Linked DNA regions of Ovis aries: region 2 is linked to region 1. Evidence: chromatin contacts called from public Hi-C data. All regions are on one chromosome and are shown on one strand. Each heading gives the region's core, a stretch centred on a gene start, on an enhancer-like site or on the middle of the called end of the contact. The rest is flanking DNA. Distances are from core to core; before and after follow the strand shown. Region 1 overlaps SLC43A2 (solute carrier family 43 member 2). Region 2 holds the start of SMYD4 (SET and MYND domain containing 4).

Evidence for each region. Hi-C and Micro-C count contacts between places; a contact is called where the count stands out from the background.
Region 2: a Hi-C map of blood shows a contact between it and region 1, with 2.8 times the contacts expected there. The contact joins the promoter of SMYD4 here to the enhancer-like site in region 1. A contact is called at or near these places in 2 of 16 Hi-C or Micro-C datasets (blood and skin fibroblasts).

What each region holds. Positions count from the first base shown.
Region 1 is chr11:22,582,985-22,587,698 of ARS-UI_Ramb_v3.0, forward strand. SLC43A2 (solute carrier family 43 member 2) reads right to left here. Exons shown (of 14, transcript XM_042255486.1): 14 at 1-4,142. The coding sequence ends at 3,981. Among named protein-coding and RNA genes, the nearest start is that of PITPNA, 12 kb to the left of the region's middle. Within about 2 kb of position 2,802, at least 27 of the 54 cell types and tissues checked have an H3K27ac peak or open chromatin away from gene starts, as enhancers often do.
Region 2 is chr11:22,788,502-22,793,215 of ARS-UI_Ramb_v3.0, forward strand. It overlaps SMYD4 (SET and MYND domain containing 4), which reads right to left and starts at 1,913. Exons shown (of 11, transcript XM_012185460.4): 1 at 1,720-1,913; 2 at 762-907. The coding sequence starts at 895. It overlaps RPA1 (replication protein A1), which reads left to right and starts at 2,213. Exons shown (of 17, transcript NM_001161889.1): 1 at 2,213-2,245. The coding sequence starts at 2,213.

The DNA of each region.
Region 1 (4,714 bases), core at 1,552-4,051:
GGGATGGAGGAGCCTGGTGGGCTACGGTCCGTGGGGTCGCACAGAGTCGGACATGACTGAGCGACTAAACAACAACATGGATTTGTCAGTTTCTATTGTGTGAGCACTGTAAGAAGCTGAAAAATAAAAGCATTATCGTGATATAAGGAAAAACAAAGCTCCACTGGCCTGACTGAACGTGCGAGCAGTTGTCTGGGATGGTGCTGCTCGTGTACTCCCAACACTGGCCACCTCCCCGCCTTCAGCGTGCTTGGGGCCTAGGGCCGTGGGAGGCCCTCATGCTTCACAGCTCAGGGCCAGAACAAGGAAGGCTGGGGTTCTTTTCACCAGGCTGACACTGAGTACAAGAGGGAATAGGAGATGGAGCAAAACAGAAAGGAACCCACAACCACAACCCCACCTGTGGGCTTTACAAGGGTGGGAACCTTCCTGACGACAGGCCCAGGCAGCGAGAGCCGCAGGCAGAGGCCAGGAGGCTTTGGAGGAAGCCAGTCACGACTGAAGCGACTTAGCAGCAGCAGCAGCCACAAAGTCCAGGGAGACAGAGAGGAGGGGGCTCCTGGGAACACTCCTGAGGCTGGCGTGACCCTGCTTCTTGCTCCAGTTGAACACCTTGGACTGGGCACCACTGCCTGCTCCTTCCTTCCCACCAGGAACCTGGAGAACCAGGGGGATGATGGAGGGCCCAGGCCAGTGATGACCACTGCCTTTGACCGGCCCACGGTCCCTTCCCCATCCCAGAGCACTCCTCTCATGGCTGGGGGTGACCAGGGGCTTCCTCCCCCAAGTTACCATCAGCCTCCAGGGCCAAGATGACTCTACTACGACGTACAGCTCACCCCACTCTCTGAGGAAGCTCTTTCAAGAGAAGGAGACGTCGCCTGTGTCTGTTTCCCTTCCTCAGGCTGTTTCGTCTTGATCTTAAGGCCTGGAGGCCCTCAGGCTGCCGTCCGAATGAACTATCCTGATCTAGAGGGCCGTGGCTGCTCCTGTGATTAGGATCATATGCGAGTCCTTGGCTTTAACCATGAGCAAGTTACTCCACCTGTGCAGGCCTCAGTTTTCCCAGCTGTAAAATAGGGAAGGGAGTATATCAACTCTTGGCTTCTTAGCATGCCTCAGTGATGGTAATGGGAAAATATGTAACCCATCAATCCTGCAGTCAGAGTAAAATGACTGGCAAGGGAGTGGGGGGTGGGTGTGTGGCACATGTGGCACCCAAACTGCCTGGTACCCTGCTCTCATTTTCGTATCCCTAAGCCCCATACACTGTTGGCTCTGGACTATTTTCCACCCTGAACTCCGGTTTCTCAGTGCCTGCTCCTTTCCACAGTGATAGAGAGAGGCGAAGCTCCCACTTCGGCTGGGCTGGGGGCTGCTGGGCACAACACAGGCTGTGTCCGTATAGCCTCAATACACTTCCCAGTGGGAAGGGCCCTTGCTAATCAGCACTGCCCCAAACTGCACTCCATTGTCAGTGGGTTTCAAATGTTGGGGGGGTGGGGGGGGGTGCGCGGCTGCAACAGAATCACCTGGTGGAGCTTAGCAAAGAATAGACTTTAGTTTCCCTCTAGGTCAGAGGCAAGACCCATGGGCTATGTTATTAACAACCACCCTGAAAGCTCCTGCTGCAGGTCGTAACTGGGCCACACCCGTGGGGGGTGGCTGGGATTGTTAAAACCATTCCCCAGCTGCCCACCACACCCCTCTGGAGAGCACAGCCCACCAGCACTGAGCTAACTTGAGCTTGTCCAGCATTTCCCAAATCTGACTACAAAACTTTTTAAAAATTATGTATTTGGCTGCACTGGGTTCTTAGTTGGGATCTAGTTCCCTGAGCAGGGATTGAACCCAGGTCCCCTGCATTGGGAGTACAGAGTCTTAGCCAATGGACCACCAGGGAAGTCCCAAAACTTTAAAAATTAAAATAACCTTAACATCTCCCAGAACTAGCATTTTTAGGAATGCTTTGGGAGAAATGTTCATCTCACGCTCTCTCCTTTGGGAAAAAAAAAATTGTTTAAAACAAATACCTGCTTTTGCGTATTTGAGTGGATGAGGCCTAGGGAGATGAGTTTCAGGGGCTCAGCTGTGACCAGAAGCTCAGGTCTGGGCCTGGGTCTGCCCTTTCCCGTCACCACCCATTCCTCCCGCCACATCCTGCCCCTGCTGCCTTTGAGGCTGCGGCTTGTCTGGGGTCACCCTGCGTCCTGAACCCAGGAGGAACCCTCGGTGTGGCTGACTGGTGACAGGAAGCCTGAGCAGGGATGAAAGGGGGTCAGGATTAGCCTGTCTGGCTGGGATAAGCAGCAGAGGAGGCTATGACCACACTTCTAAGGTGTCTGCACAGGCCTGATGTGTTAGGGCTGGGGCAGGGGCGGAAGGTCTTTTCCTGCCCCACTGCCCCTCCCAAGACAGCAATCACACCCAGAGAGAGACGGTACCCAGAGTCAGCAGCTGGGGACAACTGGGGCTCGTCAGTGGCAGAAAACTTTATCCTGCCTTTTCTTCTCAAGCTCAAAACAGGTACATGGAGTCATGAATTGATATGCTAGAAGGGGGCATCCCTTACCAGTAGGGAAATGGATTTATTGCTTTATAAAAAGAAGTCTGATAAAACTTAAAACAAATAACCTAAAAATCCACCCACCCCTCTCAGAACTCCCAGGAAGCCTCAGACACATTTCTGAGCGCAGTCAAGGTGGGTGGGTTGGTAAGCCAGGCCCGCCTGGCAGAGGAAAGGTGGCCTTGCCCGCGTAAACAGCTCCAGGGCCCCTGGGAGAGTCTGCCAGCAGGGGGCGCTGTGGCCCCGCAGCCTGGAACAAGCTTGGCCCTGAATGGGGCTGGCGCCAAGGCGCTGGGCTTGCCGGGGCCTGGCCAGCTGGGGGCAGCTCTGGGAGGACAAGTGTAGACACCCAGAGCCCACAGCCTGCCACCACCCCCACACACAACTCCCATACAGAGCACATGCACACACAGCCCACACATCCACACCCCTAGGCCTCTCACAAATTCACCTCCCCACCCAGGCCTGGACCTCCAGGACTGTCAGCTGCAGCCTCACTTCCACCCCCCACAAAAACAGCTCTGTGTGTGTGTGTGTGTGTGTGTGTGTGTGTGTGTGTGTGTGTGTGTGATGCCCTATTGGTGCCCCCTTAATTCCCTTCTGGTCACAGCCTGGACAGAGGGTGGCAGTGGAGACATGCCCCCACTCAAGTCCTGAGGGGAGAGGGAAAGGACCGCTGCCCAGCCTTGTCCATGGTTCTCACGTGACCATCCAGCCCTCCAGACCCTTCCCAGGCTAACCTGGGGGTGGGCGGGGGACGGGGGGTGGGGGGGCACTTCCCCACAGGCCTCGAACAGGAGGACAGGCCATGGACAGGCCACAGGGGGCTGGAATCACAAAGGAGTTAGCACCAACAACAGGAAGCGGGTCCTTCCTTCCTCAGGCAGCTCAGACTGGCTGGGGGAGGAGTGAGGGGCCAGGCCGGGGGTGGGGGGGCTGTGCAGACAGTGCAAGCCTTTGTCCTCAGGCAGGTGTGGTCGGTGGACATGCAGCTGAGGGGCGGGAGGCGGGCAGTGGATGGCAGACCCCTCTGCTTTGGCTAGACGCAGAATCTGGACACACTTCGGGGGAGAGGGTCTGCCAGCCCAGGGGGTCCTCCTGGCTCCTCCTGCAGGCACCACAGAGCCCTGAGGCTCAAGGGCCCCTCAAGGGTGGCAGAGTGAAGTCCAGAGCCCCCCTGCCTCCAGCAGGAGGAGAAGCGTCTGTTGAGGCCCTCTCCCATCCGTCTGTCCACCACAGAGCTCCGAGGCAGGACCAGGTCCCTGGGAGGGAGCGTGGACTCCAGCACAGTGGAGAACAGGATCCTGGGGTTGGGGGTGGGCGGGAGTGCGTGGAGGTCCTCTGGGGTGGGGATGAGGACACCTCAAGTCACTGAAGCGAGAGGGCGGGAGGCCGTGATCCGAGACGGCAGGCGCTACACAAAAGCCTCCCGGTTGGACGAGCCATTGAGCTTGAGGAAAAGCTTGTCGTCCTCTCTCTTCCGCTCCAGCTGCCTCTCCAGCTGGCGCCTGTAGCAGATGAGGTAGAGGGGGAGGCAGAAGCCCAGCATGCTCAGGACCAGCAGGCCCACGTTCACCTGGGGAGGCAGGGACGAGAGCGGCCGTCACGAGGGGCAGGGACCACAGCACGTGTGGGCTGCCGTCCTTGTGCAGCCAGACTCTTCCGATTGAGGCGAAGGTCACAGGAAAAACAAAGGAGGAGTTTCAGGAGGTCTGAGGACCTGTCGTCCCACGTTCTGGCATCAGGATTCCCCAGTGGCCCACGGGCCACACTAACGTGCTGATCTGAAGGTCCAGGGGCGTGGTGGGATTGGGACAAGCTCCCAGCACCTGGATATGAATCCCAGCCTCTGGCAGGAGGGGCAGGGACAGCAACTCAGTTCCATTTACCCCAAAGTCAGGTCCAGAAAGGACACTCTTGGGAATTCCCTAGTAGGTCCAGTGGTTAAGACTCAGGTTCCAATGCAGGAAGTGTGGCTTTGTATCCTTGGTTGGGGAACTAAGATTCCATATGCCACACAGCATAGCCAATATAAATTTTTTTAAAGAAATGGATAAAAAGGACTCTTCCCCTCTTGCTCCCCAGCCTATTCACAAGGGATCCCTGAACTGACCCTAACCAAAGTTCCAAACTGCCTGTCCTGGGGTT
Region 2 (4,714 bases), core at 663-3,162, 200 kb after region 1:
AAGCCCCTTTGTCTATTTTTTAAAATGATGTGCTTTTGGTTTACTAAGCACCTGGCACAGTAGCTGGCATGAAACAGATGTTCTCATAATTCACTGAACGAGGTTCTGGGAAGTTGTTTCGGTTTCTCGTACACATGTGTGTACTAGGTCGTGATGTACAATATGTTTCTTGTTGAAGAGTGTAGTCAAGAGTGTTTGAAAACTACTTAGGTTAGACCATATGACCTCCATGGTTCTTTCCAAATAGAATTTTTAAATTTCTATGTGCAGCCACTGAATCTGCACCATATCCTTTGGGATATGGCAAGGTGTACAGCCTAGTGACTACCACAAGGCATGACTACTTGGCCTTGAGTCAGCATGCCTGCTGACACTGACAAAGCTAACGAGCATCCATCCACCTGCCAACGCAGAAGACTCAAGAGACACAGGTTCAATCCCTGGTCGGGAAGATCCCCTGGAGAAGGGAATGGCAACCTGCTTCAGTATTCTTGCCTGTAAAATCCAGCGGACAAAGGAGCCTGGCAGGCTACAGTCCAAGGGGTCGCAGAGAGTCTGACATGACTGGGCATACACATACCTGTTCTATTGATGTAATAGGTTAGAAAGCACTGTGGAAATATCAAGAACTGTTGAATGCCCCAAAAGAGAAAAATCTGCACTTAACTCTTCCATCAGAAAAAGATACAATCTGAGAGGAAATCATAAAAAGAACACTTCCCAGATCAAAACTTCCCTGACTGAAGCTTTCATTCACTTACTGAAGAAGTGCAGATGAGTGAAGAAAGAGATCATTCAAAGTCTCTGCTGTAGAAATGGTGACCTGAATGGACTTGGGGAGCAAAGACCACTTCTGAAGTACGTAGGATTTCCACTCATCCACGGGCAGATCCATGCTACTTCAGACCTAAAAAATGAATAAGAAAACAAGGAATTCAGTTTTCTACAAATGCATAATTCCAGAAAATCGATTTCATTCAAGCATGCACCACGAGGCCACAAAATCAGATCTTGTAGTCTCTTCCTACAGTTGTTTACATGCCAGGGAAGGATGTATCCTCTCCCGCACCAATTCACATCCCTTCATTCAGAAATTATTTACTGAAAACTGACTTTGTTCCTGGCATCGTACTAGGGAACGGTTATACAATGATGAATCAGATTTCTTACATAGTTCAGTTTTTTCTTTTCAATCCCGAGGTCCCTTCTTTAGTTCAAGCCCTCACCATTTCCTGTCTGGCATTCTTTCTCGAGTGTCATAATTAGTCTTCAGGCCCTCAGACTATCCCTCCCTGTTCCCCCTTCCCAATTTAGTCCATCCTCCATACTGAGACCGATGTCAATTCTCTGCCTTAAATTCACTGATGCTCCTCCTAGAACTTGGGGAAGCCCAGTACAAACCCTTTATCATTTGACCCCTGACCTACTTTCTGATCAAGTCTCGCTTTTTCCTCTATACCCTACTATCCGAATTTGCACACATCCTTCAAGACTCAGTTCAAATGGTTCCTACTCCGAGAAGCCTTCCCTGATTTTGGCACCTGTGACGACAGGCGCACACTTTGCGTCTCTCCTGGGACCCAAACCACGTCTACACTGAGTTAAGGCTACTCACAGCAGAAACTCCCTCGACATACTGTGCTCCCCTCTGGGAGTAGGGACCAGGTCTTATTTACCTTGAGAGACCCCCCCCACTGTGCCCAGTTCAGGGTCTGGCACCTGCGGGAGCTCAGCTCGGTGTTGCTGAAAGAAGCGAGTCACTGCTTCGACTACTTTCAGTAGCAGAATTATCAGGGAACCCCTCGAACACTCCTCTGGGCTAGCAGTCTATGGCTGCCCGCCGAAGGCCGAGCGCGGTACGTTTCCTAGAGCCCGCGGGGAAAGCTCCCGGAACCCCTCCGCCCTGCGCCCTTGGCGGCGCCCGCGTCACGGTTCGCGCGCCCCAGCGCTCGGCGCCCCGCCCCTAGGCCCCCGCCATCCCGCAACAAGGCTCGGGACCCGGACTCCGGTGGGTCACGTGAGCCGCGTGCCGCGCCTCAGCCAATGCGGCGGCTGCTTGGCCCTGAGACTGCCGCGTGCCGTGCGCACGTCGGGAGGCGGGGGCGGTTCACGCAGCTCCTCCGGCCAATCGCCTTGGAGCGCGCGGGTCCCCGGGAGTAAAGCCAGGCTTGTGTTGGGGGAGCCGGAGCGCGGGAGTTGTTGCAGCGGAACCATGGTGGGCCACCTGAGCGAGGGGGCCATTGCGGTGAGGCGACGCCTGCGAGCTGGGCGCGGTCCGGGGCGGCTGTGGGCCCTGGGGCCGTGCGGGTGGAGGAGGGGGAGAGAACACAGGAGCCGGAGTGATAGCGGGGGTTGGGTAGGAACCCCTGGATGACTCCCTAGAATCATCAGTTAACGCATTTTTATCGTCATCTTTTTCAACATGCTCATGTTTTTCCTGCTTCAGGAATTGAAACAAAGTAAACGATTGATCTTCCCCCATCTCTCTCCTGCAGCCACTCTTTCTTCTTCCCTTCCCCCATCCGCAGCGAAACTTTTTGCAAGAGTTGTTAGTTTTCAGTTCTTTTCCTCGCCTCGCATTCCCCTTTAACCGACTCGAATTAGTCACTCTCCTCCCTGATCGCTGTAACCCTGGCTGAAGTCAGCAGTGCCTCCTGGGGTTGTTAAGTCCAGCAGACACTTTGGAGATCTAAATCTGTCAGTTCTCAGCAGCGTTTGACTATCGGGCAAAGCTTTCTTCCGGTAGCATCCTCTTCTAAGACGGGAGAAAATCCGTCTTATTTTCAGCTTGGCTTGTCTTTCCCCGTCTTATTTTCAGATCCTTCTGTAAATTTTTGTTGACTCAAGGCTCAACCCTAGGCCCTCTTCTCCCAAAACAATAAAATTACCGTCTCTGTGTCAGTTGCTCACAAGTTTTTTTTTGTGCAGGGCCAGCTTTACTCTGAAAGACAAACCTCTGTCATCTGTGTACTTGATAATCTCAAAGACATTTTAAATTCAACATGTTCCAAAGAAAATCTAATATCTTCCTAAATTTGGGCCTCTGCTGTCACCTGTCTGGATGCATGGCACCATTATTCATTAAGTTATGCCAGCTAGAAATTGTGGAATCATTCTTCCTTTAAACTCTCACCCTGGCTGTCACCCTACGTAAGTTTGGTCTGTTATGCCTTCACCCATGTCTCTTAAATCCAGCTACTTCTCTCCAGGCACCATTGTTTGTGCCTGGCCTTCTTCCTTTAACCCAGCATAATCTTCCTCCTGCCATTCCCAACACGGCATATTCCTACCTGTTCTTTCCTTTTTTTCAGCTTTTTAAAATGTAAATTGTAAATTCCTGGTATATTTCATACTCCTGCCTTCCGCAGGGGCTTTGAACATTCTTTAACCTGTGCCTACTGCCTGGGTGGTGCTTTTTTAAAAAAATTATTGTCATTAAATTTTTTATTTTGTATTGGAGTGTAGCCAATTAACAACGGGGTGTTCTTCATTCTTCTCCTGTTGACTAACATAATCTTCAAGTCTCCACTCAGTTACTTCCTCAAAGAACTCTTCCTTGACTCAGTTTGCTAGGCTTAAGTCCTTTTATTTTCCGACCCTAATTCCTGCTTGTTCACCTATTATCTGTGATTTCAGGCAAGATATTAAACTTTGTCTTTCCTCTTCTGTCACAGGCTAATCATACCTAGTACCTGTTGCCTGTGATTAGTGGAGGGATTAAATGAGCTATTAATTTAAAGTGCTTAGTCCATGTCTGATACATAATATATGTGCATTACTTGTTACCTGTTATTAACAGTTGCAGATATGATTTTACATTAAATATTGTTCATTTCATTAATGTCAGTTCCTTTCTCTCACCCCCCCGACTGGATTGTAAATGCTCTGAAGCCTGAAATCTTGTCTGATTTTTTTTTTTGCCCAACACAGTCTCCCCGATTCCTGGAGCAGTGCTAGCAGGTATTAGGTGCCCAATAAATGTTTACTACTTGCGTGTGAGGCAGTGAAAAGAAAGGGACAGAGCTGGATGGAGAGGCACAGTTGGCAAAGCGGAGTGAATATTTTATTTTATTTTTTATTTTTTTTGGCAAAGCGGAGTGAATATTTTAATACATTAAAAATAATTAACCTTTAGAAGTGATTGCAAACTGTAGTCCTTGTCTCCTTTATAGCTGCAACCTTGCATCTTTAAGACAAATTAGGAGTTCTTTACTTTTAAATTAAAACAGTGACTAAGGTATTATTTAAATAATTTGCTGAGTTTTTGTCACATTCAAAATTGTAGTATTACTTAGATCTTGTTCATAAATGACAATGAAAATTTATGTGTGTGTTTTGGTAGAGAACCATTGTCAAATTTCTCATCTAAAGCAAGTAATATTTTAGTTCAAAAGACATAGACCCCCCCCCCCACAAAGGGCAAGCAACTAACGCACACAAATAGTAGGGACATTTTCAGCAAGAGCTAACATAAGAGATTATTCATGGAACTATTGTGGTAAATAGAACAAATAGTATTTCTGTCTTAAGTAATTAGGTAATACAAAGAGAGGGGAAGGGAACTAATATTTTTTATCATTTCCAATGTGCCAGATATTTCATTATAGTCAGTACTTACAGTAACCCTGTAAGGTAGATTTTTATCATTAACCCCATCTTACAGACGAAGAAATTAAAATACAGAGAATTAGTTTGTGCACGAGCTGAGGATTTG